Linked DNA regions of Mus musculus: region 1 is linked to region 2. The links are chromatin contacts, called in public Hi-C maps. All regions are on one chromosome and are shown on one strand. Each heading gives the region's core, a stretch centred on a gene start, on an enhancer-like site or on the middle of the called end of the contact. The rest is flanking DNA. Distances are from core to core; before and after follow the strand shown. Region 1 overlaps Gpsm2 (G-protein signalling modulator 2 (AGS3-like, C. elegans)). Region 2 overlaps Stxbp3 (syntaxin binding protein 3).

What was found. A called contact is a pair of places that touch in the nucleus more often than the background predicts.
Region 1: a Hi-C map of bone marrow-derived macrophages shows a contact between it and region 2, with 28 read pairs. The contact joins two enhancer-like sites. A contact is called at or near these places in 6 of 484 Hi-C or Micro-C datasets (the C2C12 cell line, Th2 cells, bone marrow-derived macrophages and 3 more), 2 of 115 datasets of contacts at active chromatin or transcription factors (Th17 cells and bone marrow-derived macrophages) and 3 of 9 other capture datasets (adipose tissue, liver and pancreatic islet).

What each region holds. Positions count from the first base shown.
Region 1 is chr3:108,676,397-108,682,998 of GRCm38.p6, forward strand. It overlaps Gpsm2 (G-protein signalling modulator 2 (AGS3-like, C. elegans)), which reads right to left. Exons shown (of 15, transcript NM_029522.2): 13 at 6,276-6,429; 14 at 5,610-5,827; 15 at 2,242-3,407. The coding sequence ends at 3,183. It overlaps Clcc1 (chloride channel CLIC-like 1), which reads left to right. Exons shown (of 12, transcript NM_145543.2): 11 at 289-582; 12 at 2,144-2,444. The coding sequence ends at 540. Among named protein-coding and RNA genes, the nearest start is that of Clcc1, 26 kb to the left of the region's middle. Within about 2 kb of position 4,220, at least 7 of the 459 cell types and tissues checked have an H3K27ac peak or open chromatin away from gene starts, as enhancers often do. A contact at or near this core is called in bone marrow-derived macrophages, where this site is marked.
Region 2 is chr3:108,792,036-108,798,423 of GRCm38.p6, forward strand. It overlaps Stxbp3 (syntaxin binding protein 3), which reads right to left. Exons shown (of 19, transcript NM_011504.1): 17 at 5,346-5,431; 18 at 2,767-2,918; 19 at 1,145-1,829. The coding sequence ends at 1,738. Among named protein-coding and RNA genes, the nearest start is that of Stxbp3, 45 kb to the right of the region's middle. Within about 2 kb of position 4,101, at least 80 of the 459 cell types and tissues checked have an H3K27ac peak or open chromatin away from gene starts, as enhancers often do. A contact at or near this core is called in bone marrow-derived macrophages, where this site is marked.

The DNA of each region.
Region 1 (6,602 bases), core at 2,970-5,469, 120 kb before region 2:
AAACAGGGTCAACAAGCATTTGTGAAATAATTATTCTCACCAGGCCGGAAGAGACACATTACTGGTAGCCAATCTTCTTGACCTTTCCTGAGCAGGGTCAGCAGACCGTCTAACACCTCAAAGTGTCTCCATTCCTTCATGTAGTTTTGTGACACTTAGTGCTTTAATTATGCAGATGAAAAACCAGGAATTTAAAATACTTAGAGTAAGCTACAATAGATTTGGATAAGAATTGGCAATGAAACTTTACATTTTACTAAATAGTTAATATAATTCTATATTTTAAAGCATAAATCACCCATTATGAACACAAACCTTGAGACTGGTGAACTCCCAGGAGAAAGCACCCCGACAGAATACAGCCAGTCTGCCAAGGATGTCTCTGGCCAAGTTCCCAGCGCTGGCAAAAGCTCACCCACAGTGGACAAGGCCCAGCTGAAGACAGACTCCGAGTGCAGCCCACCAGGAGGCTGCCCACCCAGCAAGGAAGCTGCAGTGGCAGCACACGGGACTGAACCTGTCAGCAGCCCATGTGGCTAAAGAACAATGCACAGAGCAACCACAGCTCCAGCCATCTTTGAAGTCTGTATTGACTCTTCATCCTTCCTTACAAATTTACTACAAAGCTGCCAACTTTAAATTAGTAATTTTACAGACCATCAGAGTACCTCTTAGCTGTTAGGATATAGCTCATATTTTAGAACAAGGTTTTATAAAATTTACATTTTTAAGTTACTGCTTTAGCAGATAGACACCATTAAGTGAGCTGATACTATCAGGCGTTTAACTAACATTAAATGTTTCTTTGGCTACACTGCTACATGACAGCTAGCAAAGCAGGAGCCAACTGATCAAAGTGTGTTGGCTGACAGAAGTCCTCTGAAACCTAGTTTACTAACAGGGTATTTAATGCAGGCTGGGTCTGCTGCTGCCACAGAGTCAGGCACCTGTGTTTTTATGTAGGCTACCTGCAGAACGACGTGACTTTCTGGTTATGGGGCCTGTCTCCTTGTCATCCATTCTACATTAGGTCTTACTAAGACAAGCCTGGATGGTCTGGTTCTAGCGATACTTGAGTTTCACACTTTGTCAGTGACTGTGGGAATGGCTTTATTCTCTACCATGTAGTACCAGATTTAGAAAGCCCCATTTTCATGTTTGGAATCGTGCAGTTGCTTTGATGCTATTCAGTTTACTATACTGTCTTGGCTAAATGTAATTCTGGTTTTCAGAGAGGTGTAGATAGAGAACAAGATGTATTAACATTTTTGAGTCAACATTATGTTGGTGATTTTAAAGTGCATTCTCCATTTTATACCTTTAAAAAAGCAATTTATGTATTTTGTACACGTCCTAGCTAGCACTCTTTCTGTGCACGCAGGTGTCCTTTGTTGTTGCAACCATATCTACACTGCACATTTTATTCAGATGAGACCGCTCAAGAATTAAGTCTTGAAATTAATTACCAGGCAGGCTGCTTCAACAAGGACATTTTGTCTGAACAGTTGATTTTTGATTTCTTTCTACAAATGTGTGATCCTCCTTTTTTTTCCTACCTCAGTATCTGAAAAACCAACTTTATATGCCAATATAACTTTCTTGTTTATCATTGTAAATGCCTTTTTCTTTTTTTCAGATTAGATCATATTAAAGGCAGGTTTATTGGAAATTGAGGCCAGAGACATTGCCATTGAGAGGGGTGGGGGCAGAGAGAAAGGGAGGGAGGGAGAGAGAGAGAGAGAGAGAGGGCATGGACAGAGGGAAGAGAGGAGAAGAGTAAATGCCTTAGTATTTTATCAGGAAGGTAAAAACTTCCCCCAAACAAAAGGATTTTGCATTAAGACAGTATCGTAGCAGACATGTAACGAATGCATGAGAGGACAGCAGCAGTTTATTCAGGCTCTGACCATCTGTGTACAAAGCAGTTCTCTCTGTGGACGGGAGGGACCCACTCACCCTAACGGTAAATGCACGCCCAAGGTGGGGAGGGAGTGTCCTTTGAGCACTGGTATAATTCTGAAGAGAAGTAACTGCCGCCTTTAACAGAGAGGAAAGAAGTACTGTGGGCACTGCTGATGGCTTTCATCCAAAGTGACCCCCTTTCAAAGCACTCACAATCTCATCTTTGTATTTCTCATTACAGATGCCCATTTGGGGATGGAATCTACCTTGACAGCTAGCAAAGCAACCTGCTGTTCTTGAGTGACTACAGCAATTCAGGGAAGACTTGATTAACACAGGTGACGATATCAAGGCCAGTTTATTGCAGAAAAGAGAAGCGGCTTGTCTCAAGTGATTAGTGTGACTATCTGAGGTTAAAGCACATTGTAACTGGCTTTTAAGAAAAGAACAGGGTAGGTAGTTGTTAAAGCACTTTTTAAAACAGAATAATTGTTGAATGCTTAACCATTGTAAACACAAAATAAACACTTATTTTTACATTATTTTGGTCTGGTGTGCAGTCTTTGCTTTCTTAGTGAATTTTCTTCTAAGTGTCTGCACCAAATGCGGGCCAGAAGATCACTGTCTCGTAAACTCGTTAGATGAAGGCTCATGGTCTAACATTAACTAAGCCTTGCGTACTTTCTGTGAGTTTTCTGCCTATGTAGTTTTCCTAACAGTACATCTCCTAAAAGTAGGCCTTGTGCTACTTTATAACTGTGTTATGTAATAAAGGAGACAGATAACCCAGAGCATGCTAAAAGCAGTTTATTTCTCATTTCCCTCACTGGCTTTGCCTAAAAATATATTGAATATAGTTTTCTTAAACTAGAATTTTATGACTATTTTCATCTTTTTTACATAGGACATTTACATTATTTCCAATAAACAATGCAATCTGCTATATTCATGGGCAGGTACAAAAAGTCCCTGTCAACTAGCTCCTTAAAGATGGCCTCTGTAAGAAAAGACTGAGTTCTAATGTAGGAGTCATTTAAATCCCTATTACACAAACCCTAGCCAAGGAATCTAGTCACGCACACAGAATCTCAAGGTCAGTTAAGCTGACGGAGCACCTTACAGGACGTTCTGCCCTGAGACAGAAGAATGTCAGTCCCTCAGTACTCAACATTCACACCCTAAAAATGTGGTGACTGCTACAGTGGCGAGCTCCCTGCAGTGTCCTGAGGGGACCAGTCCTTTTCTTCAGTAGGTTACCACACCATCCTGTGGTTTGCTAGTTATTTTCCCGAATGCTTAAATTCCAACAAAGCGTTATTTTGCAAAAGTTCCTTTAGTCCAAACTCACTGTCTCTGTTTGGATCTCTTTGCAGCAGAACTCTCTGCTCATCCATTCTTTTAGCTTGAGAGCGTAAGATGAGGCTAAAGAAGTCCTCATCCGGGACAGTCGGCCCCTTAGTGGCAGCAGATGGAGGAGCACATCTTTGATCATCTAATCTTGACCCCTAAAGATGGAGACAAATTGAAACATAACAGTCAGAAAGGAGAATGCCAAGCTGTATCATCTGTTCGAAGTTAGATCCATAAGCATTTCTTTTAGCTTTTTTCAGAAAGTTGTCTTCAGACCCGAAACTTGATAGAATGGGACTAAAGCAAGTAGTATGGAGAAATGGGCTTCGTAAGTATATTATACTACTACAGCTGGTCACAAATGATTTGACACTAAAATGTCAGGTATGACAGTTTCAAAATTAAAATCTTCTCTTTATAATGTGTTTCTAGAATGGCCTAGGCCAGGGGGCCAACAAATTATAATCTACTGCCTATGTTTGAAGCTGTTTGCACAAATGATTCAAATGGCAACCCAGAAGGGTTTTTTGGTTTTTGTTTTTTGTATTTTTTTTTGGTTTTTCGAGACAGGGTTTCTCTGTGTAGCCCTGGCTGTCCTCAAACTCAGAAATCTGCCTGCCTCAGCTTCTCAAGGGCTGGGATCAAAGGCGAGTGCCACCACGGCCCAGCAGAGGGTTTTTTTTCCTAAAAAAACAGCAGTTGTATACAAAACAGATGTTCCCCAAGTCACTACCTATTCTGACCACCCACTAGCCCTTCAACCTTTACTTTTTCTTCATAGTACCACTGCCACACTGTCTCTTGCTTGCCTGTGGAGAGCCTTTTGGGGTGCCGCTTGGCAGGAGTCTGACACTGGCCAAGGACAAGGAAATGGGCTTCAGGCAGGAATCTGACATTGCCCATGACAGGGACATAAGCTCAGGCAGGAACTGGCATTAGGATATGCTAAGGAAGTAAGTTTCTGCAAGAATCTAACTTTAGGCTATAATGGGGAAGTAGGGTAAGGCAGGAATTTTAATCTTCGGGTGCAACAAAAGAAGTAGGCTTCAGGCAAGATTTTGGGCTTGGACAAGGAAGTGGGCCCAAGTATTTCGGTCATTCTGACAAGCTCTTTTAAACAACTGTCACGGGAGTATCACGGGACTTTGCCCACTGCCTTGCTAGTTCCTTATTGTACTGCTCACCCTTAATACTTGCATGTAACTAAAATGGTATAAAAAATGGACTGGGAAAATTAAATTTGCCTTCAGTCTCAGAATTGACTGGGGTCATGCTACAAAACTGTCTTTTTTTCTTTTTAATCCTCACTCCCGCGCTGGAGAACCTGTTGACTGAGCGGGCTTGGTCGCTTGCTCTTTGTACACACTTTTGACTTTCCACTTAGATGCATGATGCAAGAGCATCCTGGTGCCCCAAATCGTCCCTGTAACAAAGGCATTTAGTGGCCTTCTGAATGACAGGCAAGTAAATAATGCCTGATCCACAAAGAGCCCTGTGGGACAGTAGACCATGCCAGGAAACGTGGGATGGTTGAGCGGGTTCAGAGTCCCCAACACCCAGGCACCTACCTGAGACTGTAGGGGTGTCCCTCCTCCCTATTGGATTCCTGGCCTAGAACATGTGCCACACCTCTCACACGTGAACCAAAACAGTTCTCCATGCTAATGAGGTACCTAGAGACCCTGAGGGTTTACCCAATAGGCTTCCCTCCCTAGACACTCCTCCTTGCAAAAGGTATTTAATTTCTGGCCCACCCTGAGGAGTTGGTTTGGTACGGTATGTACCCATTTTCCACACTGAACAGTCAATAAACATGGATAAACGTGGACTGTCTATCTGCTGTGGGGAGCATGGAGAAAGCCTTTGATACCAAGCCACATCCTGCAGAAGGCCTCTGTGCTCCCAGACAACCACTGCTAAGCTAAGGACTTTCACCAGTGAACTAAGCTGGAGCTCCCACCCTCAGCATCCTCAGCCTGCAGGCCTCCAATTCTGTTTCTAACCCTTGAGATCCAGCAGCGCCTGGATGTCCAAGAGTTTGGGAGCATCCAGTCCTGGCCAGCCTCTTCGTGGCCTGAGGACTTCATTCCCAGCTTTTCTGCAGTTTCCCAGCAGTGACTGGATACCCAGGAGTCAAGGAACCCCAAGCTTTGGCCTCCCATATCCTAGGCTGCGTTTTCCCACCCCTTGAGTGGTGTCTTGGCACCTCCCTAAAGGCCAGCACCCAACAGCAGCACAGGCCACCAACAGCAGCACAGGCCACCAACAGCAGCACAGGCCACCAACAGCAGCACAGGCCACCAACAGCAGCACAGGCCACCAACAGCAGCCCAGGCCACTCCACAGAATGCACTTACCTGGCACTTTACAAGGATGTCGAAGAAGTCTTCATCAGGCTCTTTCTTGTCATTTGTCATCAGGCGCTCAAGTACAGATGGACTGTTGCCTTTTGTCAGGCGGAGCCCTGGCAAATTACTGAAACTGGCCCTCTGGTCATCCAGACGGCGGCTCTGTGAGCTAGCAAGAAGATCTAAGAACTCATCTGTGTTGGGGGACACCACAGAGACAGACGGTGCTACGGACAGGAAAGAATAACACCGAAATGTTACAAACGTGTTGAGATTTCTATCTGCACATAACTCGCATGCACCTAGCTTTCCTCTCCTGCAGGGCACTGCTGCTGTGTGGCCTTCCCCAGCAGAGTGGGGAGGAACGCGACTAAACAGTTGTCTTTTCCTTTATAAGTTCCTTTGTTCCTTCCATGTTCAGGATGGGAATCATTTAGTGAAGTCAAAAGACTGGCCGATCTTAATCTATGGGAGAAATCATCTTATAGTAGAGAAATGTAACAATATAAGTAATATAGTTTAGATTTTTAAATTTCAGATATGAAATGTCTCATGATCTGACTTTGTGTGTGTTGCAGATGAAGGGCCTACTGCTTGCTACCTAATGGGCTAGCCTGGGCTATGCCTCAGATACATAAGATGAACCGAAACTGAAGGAGAGCAAAGAAGGCTTACCTTTCATCAACTTGGGGGTAGCAGAAGCAGCTGCTGTGGATGTTGTGCGACAGTTTCCTTGTAAGTGGCACCTCTGGTCATCCATCCTGTTGCTCTGAAATCGCCTTAGCAAGTCAAAGAATCCTTCATCTCCAATCGTGTCTGAACTGATTTTCTAAAACAAAGAAAATCTAGTATGTTTAATTATCCCTCTTTGGCCTTAGGTCATCAATGAACACCATGATGTAGTTAAACAGAAAAGGCAAAGGATACAGATTTTAAAAACTGGCCTTTTATTTAAAAAAAGAGCTTAAGTGGCAATTGGTAATAAAATGCTCCCGTATACAC
Region 2 (6,388 bases), core at 2,851-5,350:
TAAATATCTCTGATCTCTCTCTTCCTCTAATACTTCACTCAATCTATCTATCTATCTATCTATCTATCTATCTATCTATCTATCTATCTATCTATCTATCTATCCATCTATCCATCCATCCATCCATCCATCCATCCATCCATCCATCCATCCATCCATCGAGAGCTAACCCAATCTGTAAGTTGTGTTACGCTAGAGAACCCTGACTAATACAGTTGTGAAGCAGTGCTGGGACTCAGTTGTGAAGCAGTGCTGGGGCTCAGTTGTGAAGCAGTGCTGGGGCTCAGTGGTAGAGCACTTGCTGAACACGGTGAGAGCCTGTGTTAAATCCCTAGCATTGGAAGAAACAACAACAGTGATTCCATCCACTAACAGTGTAAGCAAGCACACACATGCTGTGCCACTGGTAGCAATTTGCATTATGGAATATTTATGTAAGTTGGCAGACATTCACATCCACAGAATGCAGCATTCCCTGTAAAAATAAAAGTCTGCAGGAGCAATTCAAAGTTAGAATGCTCTGAGGTCAGGCAGAGATCTGAAATAAAGACTCCCTGTGGTGGTCTGAATAGGTATGGCCCTCAGAGAGCCATGTGTTTGAATGCTTGGCCCACAGGGAATGGCACTCACTATTAAGAGGCATGGCCTTGTTGGAGTAGGTGTGGCCTTGATGGAGGAAGTGTGTCACTGTAGGGGTGAACTTTAGGGTCTCCTATGCTTAAGCACCATCCAGTGTGGAATTACAGTCTATTGCTGGCTGCCTTCAGGTCAAGATGTAGAACTCTCAGCTCCTCCAGCACCATGCCTGCCTGCATGCTGCCATGCTTCCTGCCCTGACAATAATGGATTGAACCTCTGAACTGTAAGCCAGCCCCAATTAAATGTCTTTTGTAAGAGTTGCCTGGTCATGGTGTCTCTTCACAGCAATAGAAACCCTAACTAGAACACTCTCTTCTGTAATGCAGATACCTATGGGCCTATGTATATTACCCAACCTCACAGATAATACATTGTTTTTGAAAATCATCAGGTATTGTATTCATGGGAATATCGCAGGATCTTCTTTTGCTTCTTTCTAGCTCCAATTCAGAGTAAAAAAAAGAAAAGAAAAGAAAAGAAAAGAAAGAAAAACTCAGAAAATTTTGACAATAATATATTTATTTTCTCTTAGAATGTTCATGATTATTTTTGGCGTCTAACTTAAGCAGACATGATCTCAAACATATAAAATTGTGTTCTTTAGAATTATTTCACAGGTAATATACACAGTGAAATCATATTAAACACTGGAATTATTTTACACATAAAAAATTATGAATCTCAGTTTTAAGAAACTGCACTTATAAGAAATAATTCTATCATACATACATTTACAGTTTTTACTTTTATAATCTCTTCATTCAAAATCATTTTGCCCCCAACACTATATTTCAGCGTAAGTATACAGTAACTAGTATGTATACAGCAGGCTGTAAAAACTACCCATCCCTCCTAACAGATTCTGTCCCTAGGGTGAAGACATCCTGATTAGAAAGCCCTGTAGTGTCAGATCTTGTACAAAGCAGCAACAGTATTTAAATTATTAGAAATGGCAAATCCATAACACATAAGCTTCTGTAAGATGTACACTTGAAAACCACATTACTCCATACACTATTTACACCGCTTAAATTACAACAGCAACATTTGCTGTAGCCGATCGTATTAACAAAACCTCTAAACGACAACCATAAAAAGTTACTCATCCTTAAAGGAAACTTTATCCTTTGATTTATTCAGCATTTTTATATCATCCAGGAGCTTTCTGGGTGTTAAAATATGTGTGGAACCTGGTGGAAGAAATTGTAAATTGTCAGAATGAAATCATTTTCTTTGGCTTAAGATCTTGTCCCTTTCATATACAAATGTTTGGTACATTTGAACAATACTTCTAACAGCATGTCTCCAAAATTCACATCAACCCTTGTCACTGAGCATGCTCAGTAACTCTTCAGAAATTTTGCCCATCACAAGTGTTTTGTCTGATTTGTACTTTATTGGTGTCTAGTAAAGAGAAAAATGGATTTTTCTAGCCTCGTTACAGAACTGCAGCAGTTGTCATTTTCACACAGAGACTGTAAGCAGGCCATACAACTCCTGCAGCTGTCTGGGCTAGGCGGCTTTCTATCTGCAGCGGCTTCACTGGAAAACATTCTAATTTACTTTACTATGACCGTGTGTGCACATGCATGTACACGTGTGTGCACATGCATGTACACGTGTGTGCACATGCATGTCATGGCTCACGCGTGGAGGCCAGAGGATGCCTTTCAGGAGTAGGCTTTCTCCTGCCACTGTGAGTTCTGGTAGTGAAGGTTGTCAGACTTGCTCAGCAATTTTTTTTTTTTTTTTTACCCACTGAGCCCTCTTGCTGGTCCAGACTGATATTTTAAAGCTCAGTCCTACACAGGCCTCATCAATGTCAGATCCATATACACAAAACCAAATGCTTCTGAAGTAAAAATGTATTAATATGTCATAAAAGCTTTTTAATGATCCAAGCAAATAAAATCAGAAGACACAGTTTTAAAGGAGCAAGCTTAAGCTCCTAAAATTGGAATATTTAAAAATAAGAGTATTAAAATACCAACCAGGAAAAAAAAACCTTCAGGCAATTTTACAAATGTTTTATAATTAATTCTTTTTCTGCATGTAATAATAGTCTTAAATTTTCCCATGCATAATCTTGCCTTAAACATTAACAAACAAAAAAGATGAAAATCTTACCAATAATAACCTCACAGGATTTATGTGCCTGGGAAACTTCATAAGCACACCGCATCTCAGAGTACGTAATTCCTCCAATTACAAAAATAATCAGCCTTGACCCATTTTTCCGGTCCAGCTCTAAGTAGTTAGTTCTGGGTTTCTGGCGAGCACTAGAAAGTAAAACACAAAGCAAACATGCTGTCAGCACTCCCAAAGCCACGCGGCGTGCATCTCAAACTCACCTTTGGAAGCAATAACGAAGCAATCTAACCGTGGTGCTTTCCCTACAGTAATTTAGGCAAAGGCTGCACACCCCCCCCCCCTTTCAGATTTCAATTTGAATAGATCACATAGTTTTATTTGTGGTGAGACAGTAGGAAAAAGATCAAGGCTAGATCTAGGAGACATATATAAAACCTTATTTCCAAAAAGTATAGTAAAAACCACACAGTCTAGGCTTAGTATTTTTATTTATAAAGCGAACATTTTATTTTAATATTTAAAATTTTAAAACATTTTTATTTTGTGTATGGGTGTTTTGCCTACATGTAAGGCTGTGCACCATGTGCATGCAGGGCCTGTGGAGGCCAGAGAAGGGTGCTGGATCCTGTGGGACAGGAGTTACGGATGGTTGTGGGTGCTGGGATGAACCTGGGTCCTCTGGAAGATCAGTGTATCCCTAAATCCTCAGTGATCAGTGGAGGATGGAAGGGACATGCCTCAAGTGTCTGACAATGTCTGCCCAGACAATTGGCTGACTGCAACTACACAGGCACAAACAACCACTAAGCCAAACTGAAAAACTGAAAAACTCAAAAGACTGAAGTGGCCATTCACAGCAAGAGAGAAAGCCAACAGTTTAAGTCTACACAAATTGCTACCACGATGGGCTAGAGAGATGGCTTAGAGCGTCAGTATTGCTCTTGCAGAGGATCTGGTTCACACCCGTGACTCCAACCCCAGGGGACCCAGACATCTCTGGGTTCTGTGGACACCTGCACACACATGTACATACTTCCCCCAACCTACATATATCCAGCACTAGGCCGACAGAGGCAGGCAGATCTCTGAGTTCAAAGCTAGCCTGATCTACAGAGTGAGTTCTAGGACAGCCAGGGTTACACAGAGAAACTGTCTCAAAAATCGAAAACGAAACAGACTTAAGCATGAAAACTCACCACAGAAAGCAACTCAGAGTTGCTAAAAGGGTCTGTTTTCAATCAAAGGTTGTAGATATAGAAAGAAACAGTGTGGTAGAAACTTAGTTTTGTAAAAGTAGAGGTTGGATTGAGCAAAGACTTTAAAGCAGATTATACCTACATCATATCTATGTATCTATATCTATCTGAATGTAAGATTGTGGTTCAGCAGAAACGATAGGAAAGTTGGTGAGGAAGCAGCAGTCAGTGCTTGCCTAGGTTTTGCCTTCAGCACCACAAACCACAAAACAAAAGCAGAAATGGAAACTACAAGAACCAATCTGCCACACAATGAAACATGGAGTCAGAGATGAGCTCGAGCGGCTGTGCCATTTGAAGGAACTACAATAAACAGGTAAGAGAAAGGGGAGGAGAGGGGAGGGGAGGAGAGGGGAGGGGAGGAGAGGAGGGAGGGGAGGGGAGGGGAGGAGGGAGGGGAGGGGAGGGGAGAGGAGAGACAGAACCCCAGTGACTCCAGAAACAACAAAACACCTCAGAAATACAATACCCCAAACCCTGTTTATCTGATGAAGATGCAGGCAACACAGCAAACCCCAGGAAGAGTAAACAGGAGAGACCTGTGTGTCAACATAGCACAGTCCATGTGATAGAAGCCAAATCTCAAGAAAAAGCCCCACATAGGTCATGAGTGGCTGCACGCCTGAGTTCAATGTTCAGGGCCCGCTCGGGGGAGGGAGAGAACTGTTCCCTGTAAGTTGTCTTCTGACCTCCGTACATGCTCTGTCATGTGTGCATCCACACACAGGAACAATTCAATACATTACACAGGGCAGGCAGAAAAGGTAGGGACATGCAGAGAATGATTAAACTACGACAGATCTGATAAAGAGGGAGAGTAACCTCAGAGCTTGAAACCCAGAAAGCTTGGATTATATTTAATTTGTTAAGCTGGGCTCTGAGTGCAGGGGCATGCACGAGAACATAGTCTCTCTGAAGTTGAAAATAATTAACACAATTATCAAAAGGGTTAAATCAAGTTGGGTGTGGTTACTCAGAGGATTGGCTGTCTACACAGTGAGATCCTGCCTCCAGAAAGAAAGAGAGAGAGAGAGAGAGAGAAGAGGAAGAAGAAAAGAAGAGAAAAGAAAAGAAAAGAGGAAAAGAAAAACAAGAAGAAACCAGAGGGAGAAGGAAGCAACTATGCTGTAAAGAAGCTGTGTGGGAGGTGATGCAATTTTATAAAAGTATTCTGCATTATAAAGTATGCCTTCCTGAACTTATTTAACTAGGTTACAATAGAAGAAAAACTACCTTTTATGTTACTCTATGTTTCACACAGGAAGGGCCCTTGTTCAAGGAGAGCGCTGAGCAGCATTCTAACCATTGGTCTATAGCATCCCAGCGAACCACCACAGTGGCTTCCCCTTACAGGCTTACCTCACAGCTCCAGAGCCATTCCACACTGCTGGGCACCGGGAACAATACGGCCACTCTTTGGAATCTAATCTATTATCAATGGCATCCTAGGGAAGAAAATTATTAACACCATCAAGAAAATTTCAGGGATTTGTTTTATACACAGCTTGATGAACATTAAAGGTGCATAAATATTAAGATTATCCCTTCTTTATACCTATGAATACTGACTGCAGTAGAAATCAATACACTAGGACTAGAGACGGCTCAGTGGTTAAGCGAATCACTGTTCCTCTGGAGGACGGAAATTCAGGTCCCAGTACCCACACAGTGACACTCACAACTGCCTCAACTCCAGCTCCAGGGCATCAATGCCTCTGGCTTCCGTGAGCACCTGCACTCGTGTGCACATGCCCACACATATACACGCCTAGTTAAAATAATAAAAACAAATTAAAAACTAATGTACTAGTTTACATACTACATATTAAACGTGCACTTGAGATCTGCCTTTCTTTACTGGAAGGTTCTGCAATGCTGAGGACTGTCCAGCTCTAGGGAAGTGAGAGGTTTCTCAATGGCACCACAGGCCATGGTCCTTCATAGCACTTCCTCAAAACAGAATGCACACACCTAACCTCGAGACACTGAAGGCAGTCCAATGATTATGGAATGTTTTCCTGTTTGCTACGTTTAAAAAAAAAAAAAACCCTTCTTTTCTCAGGGCTATGTTTTATGACCTTTGTATATGTTTATGATGAATAAACAGATTATGAATGCTTTATTAATACAGTAATATATGTTTGGTCAATCAACGGGTTATGTTCACAATTTACTATAGTTACACTTTTTATTAGTCAATCAACTTGCTTTATAGATGATGCACAAAGGTAGTGAAAAGTGGACACAAGAAGGAAAAGCAACTCAGGAGGGTTTTAGTACGATTGCCAGAGGAAGAAGCACTGTTTTAAGTTAGGAGAAAACCTAACAGCCCAGGTCAGCCACAGATCCAAGTGCAGTCTCTGGGTTTCACATGCAAACCTTGTCAGAGGGTTTAAACAGGT